Regions from separate parts of the Mus musculus genome. Here region 2 is linked to region 1. A link is a contact called in public Hi-C data. All regions are on one chromosome and are shown on one strand. The core of a region is the stretch at or near the end of the contact, and the rest is flanking DNA. Distances in the headings are between cores, read along the strand shown. Region 1 overlaps Agfg1 (ArfGAP with FG repeats 1). Region 2 has its middle 64 kb from the start of Slc19a3.

Region 1 (4,472 bases), core at 1,457-3,956:
TGACCTGGAACTCATTCTTGTACACCAGACTAGCCTTGAACTCGGAACTTTATCCCAAGTGCTGGGATTAAAGTGTGTGTCACCATGACCTGGCCATACATTAAAATGTACCCTGGTACTTTCTACTCTTTAATCACAAAAGAAATGATGTATAACATGGAATGTGACTTCTTTTTATGAAATAACGTAGGAGAAGAATTATATTAAAAAAATTTTTTTACACTTTATGGTGAGAGTGTGTGTGTGTGTGTGTGTGTGTGTGTGTGTGTGTGTACACTCCATGGTGGATGTGTAGAGGTCAGAAGATAACTTGTAGGAATTAGTACTCTTTTTTTTTTCCATGTGTGTCCTGAGAATTAAACTCAGGTTTTCAGGCTTAGTGGCAGGTGCCTTTACCTACTGAGCCATGCCACCAGAATGGCCTGAGGCAAGACATTAATATGTATATAGATACTACCTTCTTATTATGGAAATTGACAAATGACCAAATGCAAATGTGTATTGTAACTTAAGTATTAATCTCATGAGCCTAGTACTGTTTTCTTTGTCATTCCACTCATCTGATTTTGAAACAAATTTTAGACATAAATACTTTGTGTACCTCCGTCTAATGTGTGCTTTGCCTGTTCTTGCATATCTGCACAGTACCCATGGGTCAGCATCAGGTGTCTTCTAATGTAGCTCTCTACTTATTTTTAACACAGGGTCTCACTGAATTTGATGTTAACCATTTGGCTAGCCTAGCTGGCCAGTAAGCTCCAGGAATCTTGCCTCTGGTCCCACCTCTTTCTACCCCAGGCACTGGTGACACAGATGCTTTTGTGCATTTGTGGAGGTCCTCATGCTTCCAGACTAGCTACTTTGCTGAGTCAGAGTCATTGCCCCAAACCCTAGAATTTTCATGGTTAAATATCACAGTAAGTGGTAGAATCATTCTAAATAATGGTAATATTTTATTAGTCAGTATTTGAATTTTCATTCCAGTTGAGATTTGTGTTTCTCTATATACTGTGTATTAGGTATAGATATCAACACATATACTTACTCTCACAGTCTGTATATATTTGTTGGAATCAGTTTTTTTTTAATATAGCCTTTGCAACTGAAATGTTGGTTAGGTTGCTAGAGGTTGTTCCTTTTCCTTTTCACTGTAATTTGTTAGAGAAAGTAGATTACTTGTTTTACAAATTCTGTAGTGTTCTGAACTTGTTAATTGGCCCCCTGCTAGAACCTTTAAAAGTTCTCTCTTGTATTGCTTATAAGTTAGTAGTTGATTCTAGAGATTCCTATCAGTTGAAGGTTTGTATGTTTCTTGGCAGGGATGGGGACTGCTAGTCACAGGTTTGTGGGTTTATGTTAGGGGAATGTGGCCAGGAGACTTATAACTTAGGGCTTAAGAGACAGTTAAGTTTTAAAACTTTTAACATTTATTTCATGCGTGTTTGTGTTTTGGTTCCATGTATGATTGTTGCCACTTGTATGTCTGATGCCTATGGATTTCTGAAGAGGGTGGTGGGTATGCACCATGTGCATAATATAGTTGAACCTGTGTCCTGGGCAAGAGAGCTATGTGTCTGTTTCCTTTTGACTTTGTAAAGGAAGGTAGAACAGTGGGTCTTGAGTCAAGGCCAGCTTTATCTACATGGCAAGTTCCAGGTCAGTTAAAGCTACATGTTCAGATCCCGAGGAGGGTTAGAAATTTGCAAGTTTCACTTGTTGAAGTCTATATCAGGTTTCTTTTTCCTGTGTTAGCTGATCTACAAAAATCTCCCAAATGAGAACATTTCCCCTTCTCCTTTAGGTAGCCTATATAGCAGAGTTCTTCTTTGACCAAACAAGGAAATGAGGTTATCACCTTTTCCCTCCTTTTTATTATTTATTTTTAGTGTACTAGTATGCTGCCTACATGATGTCTGTGTACCATGTGTACAGTACCTGCAGAGGCCCTAAGAGGGTGTTGAACTCTCTAGTCAGGAGTTACAGAAAGTCATGAACCACTGTGTTGGTGCTAGGAACTGAATCTGGGTCTTCACAAGAGCAACAAGTGCTCTCAACTCCTTGAGCTATCTTTCCAGCTCTATGCATTTATTATGGATTTATGATAATATTTTGGTTTTATTTCCATTTTCAAAATGCTTTTGAATTATTTTATTATTGTATTTAAAGTTTAGAGAGGCCTAGAATTTTGATCTTAGGTTTTTGTCATAGTTGTAGTTACCAATGAATTTTAAATGGATTGTAAAAGAATGTAAACATCTTCAGGTTTTTTGTGTGTTTGTGTGCATATAATTTTCTCCAGTTTTATGTGCCTCTGGTGTGATATATTTATGAATGTTAGATAAACCAGAAAGCTAGACATGGTAGTACACACCTTGAGAAGCTAAGACATGAATGAGTTCGTGAGGGAGGGAGAGATCAACACAGGCTACATAATGAGATCCTGTTTCTTAAAGCTAAAAGCAAAAGCAAAACAAACAAACAAAAAGAAAAAAGTATTTTGTTAGTGTGATACAAAGGTCTTTGTATCATTATTTTAGGTATTTAAATTACTCTTCAGATTCACCAAGCTCATTGTCATTTTAAAGTGACATATTGGGCTGGGGAAGTGACTGAATAAAGTGCTTGCTGTGTAAGCATCACGACCTAGTTGAGTCAGCACACAAGTGAAAGTTGGGGACAGAGGTGTGTATGGACTCCAGCACTGCGGCAGAGACTGGAGATTGGTGTGAGTCAGACCCACCTGTGGAAACAGGAAGCTCAGGCTCAGTGAAGAGCCCTGCCTCAAAAGAGAGGAGGAAGAGAGCAGCCAGGGAATACACTTGAGTCAGCTTCTGCCCTCTGTTGATCTATACACAAGTAGATACAATTAAAAATTTAAAAATTGGGGCTAGCCTGGTCTACAGAGCAAGTTCCAGGACAGGCAAGGCTACACAGAGAAACTCTGTCGCAAAGAGACAGAGCAGAGCAGAGCGAGAGTGAGAGCGAGAGAATATATGAGAATATTTGTGGATGACATCCACAGTTTTGTTTACTAAGAGGAATATATTTAGGGCTCTGAATTAGCTTTCTTTTGTTACTAGAGTCTTTTAGAATAGTGTTGTAACTGTGACAATTCAAGGATACTATGAATAGATTATCCCTTTACAAAAACTTTGGGAGATTTCTGGGTATTTAGTATATATTACTAATTGGGCTAATACTGGTAGCATTTAAATGAATTCTTTCTAAAGTGAGTTGTACTGCATTGACATTTTCATGAAATTCTTAAATTCATTTGTCATGTCTTTTCAGTTGTAGTTTTCATATTCATTAACATATGTTGTCCTTGCCATTTACAGCTCAGAATTCTGCAAATGCAGATTTTGCAAACTTTGATGCATTTGGACAGTCTAGTGGTTCGAGTAATTTTGGAGGTTTCCCCACAGCAAGTCACTCTTCTTTTCAGCCCCAGACTACAGGTAGAGCCTCTCCAGCCTTGTGCTTAAATGTTTACTTTCAAAAACTAAATTTTCCAAGTGTAGTTTTGAAAAACTAAATTCTTTCATGACCTAATTTTAAAGTAGCTCTATCTTACAACGCTCTGGGGAAACCTGAAGTCTGTTTCTCTGAACTCTGTCTGCTGTGCGTTACCTCCTGTCCTCCTTTTCCTGCACATGCTCTCCTGCGAGTCTCCATCCGCCGAGGTTGGAAACACCACACGTTGTTAGTACATGAGACACCGTGACTAAGGCTCATGCTGTGTCTTAGGCTAAGGGAAGCTAGTTGGTGGCTTCCATAGAAATAGAAATGTTATTTTATGGGTCAGCAAATTGTTGTATTTGTTTAGTCAAGTATAAATTATTAATGGCCGCTTTAAATGTGGAAGTAGTTCTGTGCAGGAATTGGTTTCAAACATTGAAAATTCTTCTGTAAAAGTGTACTGTTTTCAGAAATCTGTTGAAACCTTATTTAGCTTTTTGGCTGACTATTTTTCTTTTAACTTTTAACTCTGTATGTGTTGTCTTAAAAGGCTTTTCTTTCAATTTTCTTCTCCCCCTTCCTTAACCTTCATCTTTTACATAATTTCTGGCTGTCCAGCATTTAGCGTACTTTCATCTAGCTGCAGTTTTGGTGAATTTACTTCAGCCTTTCCTCTCCAGGCTGCCCACAGTAAGTTCTATTGTCCAGTAGGCATCTTTTATTCATCTATATGTTTTTTGTGTTATTTCATGTTTTTTAGTTATAGATCATCATCCTTTTTAATGATTAGCCTTCATACATTACCTTGATTCTCCCTTCTCTTATTAAACTCAAGAGTTAAAGCTATATCCAAGTTATCAGTGAAAGTTATTTGGCTTAATAATTTCAAATGAAAATTTTCATAAAAATCTTAGAAATTTAGTATTAGTTTATTTGCTAGCTACTCATACCAGATCACTGTCTTTTAACATACATATCTATTTATGTTAGTTTTAGTTGATTTTTCTTTGAAA
Region 2 (4,472 bases), core at 1,037-3,536, 95 kb after region 1:
GAGGGCAGTGAGAAATAGCCTGTCAGGGTTTGGACAACTCTTAACAGAGAGGGTGAATGGGAACCGTGGACCCTTGCTGTCTGTGTAGCACACCAGCGATCTTCAGCCTAGAATTTCCTAATCTGTAGTCTCCTCTCACTCTGATGGTGACTTAGTCTTGTGCCAATTCAGAAAGTCTAGCAAAAATGACGTCCCTCCCCTTGCCTCAGTGTTTCCTTTCGTCTCTGTGACATCGTTTCATGAAATGCCCTCAAGGTCCCTGAAAGGACTGCTCTCAAGAACTCTCTCTGCAGGATTTCTTATTGTGTGTGTGTCAGATCTTTCTCTTCTGTGTTTATTTACTAAGGGATTTCAGCTTCTTTACGGAAAGGTATGTTGGTAAACTTTACAGTCGCCTTGCCTAAACTGGTAATGCTGGCATACAACTGTAATCCCTGAACTTTGGGAGGATGAAATGGGTTGTCATGAGTTCAAGGACAGTTAGGGCTAGAGAGAAAGACCCTCTCAGAAACTAACTGAACCCATGAGATCGCTCAACACTTGCCGTACACTCCTGCTGACCTAAGCTTGAGCTCTGGGAAGAGTTCTGCAATCCCAGTGCTTTTACAGTGAGGTGAGAGGCAGGCAGAGGCAGGAGAATCTCTTTCAAGTTTTTAGACCAGCTAATGTGAAGTAGAGTGTTTGCAGAGTGGCAGGTCTCAAGAAAGACCCTGAGTCAGTAAGGCTGGAGGCAGGAAATGTTTCCTTAAAGGTCCTCTGACTTTTCCATATATGCTGTGCATGTCACACACACATACATGCACACACACAACACCACCACCACCTCTAATAATAATAATAATAATAATAATAATAATAATAATAACAACAGTAACAACAACGATAACAGCGAACAACAACAATGTAAAACAACAAACAAACAAAACAAAAAACCCCATTCATCTTAGTAGGGAAAGTTTTGATAAATTGACTTATAGTTTTACTACACTATCATAAGAATTATGTAAAAACAATGTTTAGTTCCAGTCTAACCCTAACTTTAATATCATGGTTCTCAATCAGGGTTTTTTGTTTGTTTGCATTTTCATTTTCATGGCAATATCTGAAGACACACTTGTCATGACCAGGCACATGCTGGCCTCTAGTGGTTTATAGTGATTGATTGTATGGTTCTTCCTCTCTCAGGACAGCAAACAGCCCTCACAACAAAGCCTTCTCCAGACAGAATGCCAGTGTGTGAGGATAGGAGACACTGACTTCAGTCCTGATCTGACTGGGCACATGTTTGTAGCTATCCAGCACATCCCTAGGACAAACTCATTTTATGACATACACTGTACGTTTACTAATAATGTGCTCCTTGCTCTGAGCTGGGCACGCAATTCGTGACTTTCCTATAGTTCTGGCTTGCTTTCTTAAAAATGTGGCTTAAATGTAGGAGGCCTGATGTCAGCAGCAGATCTATTTGGTTTTGCCTAAAAAGTTGACACTAATCAGGGTTCTTGGTATTACAAAGAGACTAAAGAATATTTGAATCAGAAGGTTTTAGCTAGTTGCTTTTCTGCACATTCCCCGGAGATGACAGCATTTTATGGGATAGAAGAGGGTCTCCTTCCTTATCTCTAGAAGCCAGTACTTAGGATGCTAATGAGTTTAGTAGGAACTGAATTCTAAAATGGGATTCTAGGAGTCAAGTGACTAAGAAAGGAAAGCCAGAGTACCAATGCAACAATGGGCCCTGACAATGTCAATAGCTAGAGGGGTGTGGCACAACTTGACATTAAAATAAATAACTTCAAAGCTTCATTTGATGTCAGGAAAACACGTGCAATGCCGGGTTGCTTCAAAGGCGGCTCCTAGCTCTGCCTTCTCTTCCTTTAGAGCTCGATGTGTATCAGATCACATAACTGTGTCTGCGCCTGCATCTCCAGCTACCTACCACAGACTCCTTTAAAAATTATCTCAAAGGTGACAAAACGTGAGGAATAGAATATCTTGGGAATAGAAAGACTGTACGGGCAAGTATGTAAACAACTTCCTAACTATGGCTCTTCTGATGGACATTAACCAAGCTGAACTCAGGAGGGGCTTGAAGAGTCAGTCCAGCATCTAGCTGGAAACCTTCAGTCCTGAAAGCCCTTTTTGAGGCCACCATAGGTCACTCAATGTCTCCACCTGTTTCCTGTGAGATAAAATGAGTATCAGTTATCCGGCTGTAAGGAAGTAAGGATAAAGTGGTCACCAGTGGACTCCAGGGTACATGATAAACAGCCAGTTGCGCAGACATCCGTGTTTACGCTCTGACTGCCCCGCCCTCTTATGTGGGGCCTCTCCGGTCCCCTGTACTCCTCTGCAACCATGGGGATGACCGAAGATCGCTCGCTGACTGATAGAACTGTGTTCTTGGTCCTTACCAATGACAATGGCATATAAGTGTGATATCACGAGAGGCTTTTATTTTTTTAGAGTTAGGGAAGCAAAAGTTCCAGGGATGTGTCTGATGAGGAGGTCTTAGGACAGGGCCGTCCTTTGGAGACTTTAAACTGGAGACGAAGCATCAACAGACATTGCTAAGTAAGCCTGGGCTTTGTGCTGCTGGCAGGAGCTCCTTCCCATGTTGCTGATGACACAGAACCTTATTTTAACGAGTATTTAAATGTGAATAAAAAGCTTTTGGGGGTGAAGATTTACAGAACAGGTAGACCCCTTAGTCATTTATGTATTTATTTATGCATTTATGTATTTACGTATTTATTTACAATCCAGCTGTTGCTCCCCTACCTGGTCCCGTCCTCACACAGCTCCTTATTCCATCCCTCCCTCCCATCTCTGAGAGAGTGCTCCCCCACCACAAGGCCTCTCCCTTCCTTGAGCCTCAAGTCTCTCTAGGATTAGGCACATCTTCTCCTACTGAGGCCAGACCAGGCAGTCTTCTGCTAGATACGTGTCGGGGGCCTTGGAACAGCTTGTGTTTGCTGCCTACTTGGTGGCTTAGTGTCTGAAAGCTTCCAGAGGTCCAGGTTCATTCTTAAACATTATTCTAGAAGCGAACATTGGCTCAGCATCAGTATCCTAACTTAATTTAAGTATCACCTATCTAGGCATGCCTATTTGATTTTAACACCTTTTTTTCCCCCAGAAAGAGAACTGCCCGACATCTAAAGAAGCTTGAGTCTTTCTAGGGGATTAGAGAGATGGCTCAGTGATTGAGAGGGCTGCTTGCTTCCGCAAAAGATCTAAGTTCAGGTCCCAGCACCTATGTCAAGTGGCTCACAGCATTGGTAACTCCAGGTCCAGGGGGTCTAATACTCTCTCTGGCCTCTGAAGGCACTTGTATGCATGTGCACATGCACACACACACACAGACATACACACAAACACAATGCACATACATGCACACAAGCATTCATGTAAACACACAAATAATAATATTTTTAGAAATGGTTTTCTAACATTAGAAACAGGAATAAGGGCTTACATCTCTACTAGGACCGAGAAGTGAGAGGTTACAACGGTAGGACTCAGGCTGACTAAATGAAGAACAGTGACTCTCCATAGAAAGGCAACAGCTCCAGGAGAAAGGTCAACAACTCAGTCCTTGACCACTTCCTTCCTGGAGCCTTTCTGACCTATTCCAGCTCCGCCCACTCCCGATGTTCAGACTATTTCCTGTAAGATCTTATTGCAAGGCACTCTAGTCAGTGAGTCAGGCCCAAAGCCACCTCTGCTACTTACACACCTGGACCATTGGCAGCTGCCTGACTCTCTTTGTGTCTGACTCCTCATCTGCAAAGCAGAGATGATACCACACTATGAGGACTACCCGTGTTAACACATCCCAGAATGGCACACTCTACACCTTCATCAATAAGCATAGCTGTACTTTGGATGCTTTTGGAAGGCACTGATGTTCCAATATGCAAATCTTGATGTTAGTTGAAAGACTCCTCGAAAGCAGGGACAAACTTTATCCCCCCAGGAATAGCACAGTGTCTGACTCATCAAACGTATCCTAGAGGCTCAGACAGGACATCATTCATTTTTGTTCCTTTTTTTTTTTCTTTTCTTCGTTCCTTCCCTCCTCCTGTGGTGGTTTGAATAGGAATGACCTACATAGAATCACATGTCTGAGTGTTTAGCCATAAGGAGTGGCACTGTTTGGAGGTGTGGCCTTATCAGAGTAGGTGTGGCTTTTTTGGAGAAAGTGTGTCACTGTGGGGATGGGCTTTAAAGTCTATTTTGCTCAGCACCATGTCTGCCTGCACAACAACATGCTTCCCACCATGATGATAATGGACTAAATCTCTGAACTGTAAGCCAGCCCCAGTTAAATTTGTTTTTATTTATAAGGGTTGCTATGGCATTGCTTCACAGCAGTAGAAACCCTAACTAGGACACCTCCCTTCTTTTGTGCATGTGTGGTATATGTATGTGGTATATATATTTTTTTGTATGTACAGGTATGAATGCAC

Evidence for each region. A called contact is a pair of places that touch in the nucleus more often than the background predicts.
Region 2: a contact with region 1 is called in a Hi-C map of Th1 cells, with 3 times the contacts expected there. The contact joins two enhancer-like sites. A contact is called at or near these places in 7 of 484 Hi-C or Micro-C datasets (the AML12 cell line, Th1 cells, bone marrow-derived macrophages and 4 more) and 4 of 115 datasets of contacts at active chromatin or transcription factors (CD8 T cells, embryonic stem cells, neural progenitor cells and 1 more).

The regions. Positions count from the first base shown.
Region 1 is chr1:82,876,670-82,881,141 of GRCm38.p6, forward strand. It overlaps Agfg1 (ArfGAP with FG repeats 1), which reads left to right. Exons shown (of 13, transcript NM_001368850.1): 6 at 3,339-3,458. Among named protein-coding and RNA genes, the nearest start is that of Agfg1, 39 kb to the left of the region's middle. Within about 2 kb of position 2,707, at least 24 of the 459 cell types and tissues checked have an H3K27ac peak or open chromatin away from gene starts, as enhancers often do. A contact at or near this core is called in Th1 cells and regulatory T cells, where this site is marked.
Region 2 is chr1:82,972,300-82,976,771 of GRCm38.p6, forward strand. No RefSeq gene overlaps it. Among named protein-coding and RNA genes, the nearest start is that of Slc19a3, 64 kb to the right of the region's middle. Within about 2 kb of position 2,287, at least 41 of the 459 cell types and tissues checked have an H3K27ac peak or open chromatin away from gene starts, as enhancers often do. A contact at or near this core is called in Th1 cells and regulatory T cells, where this site is marked.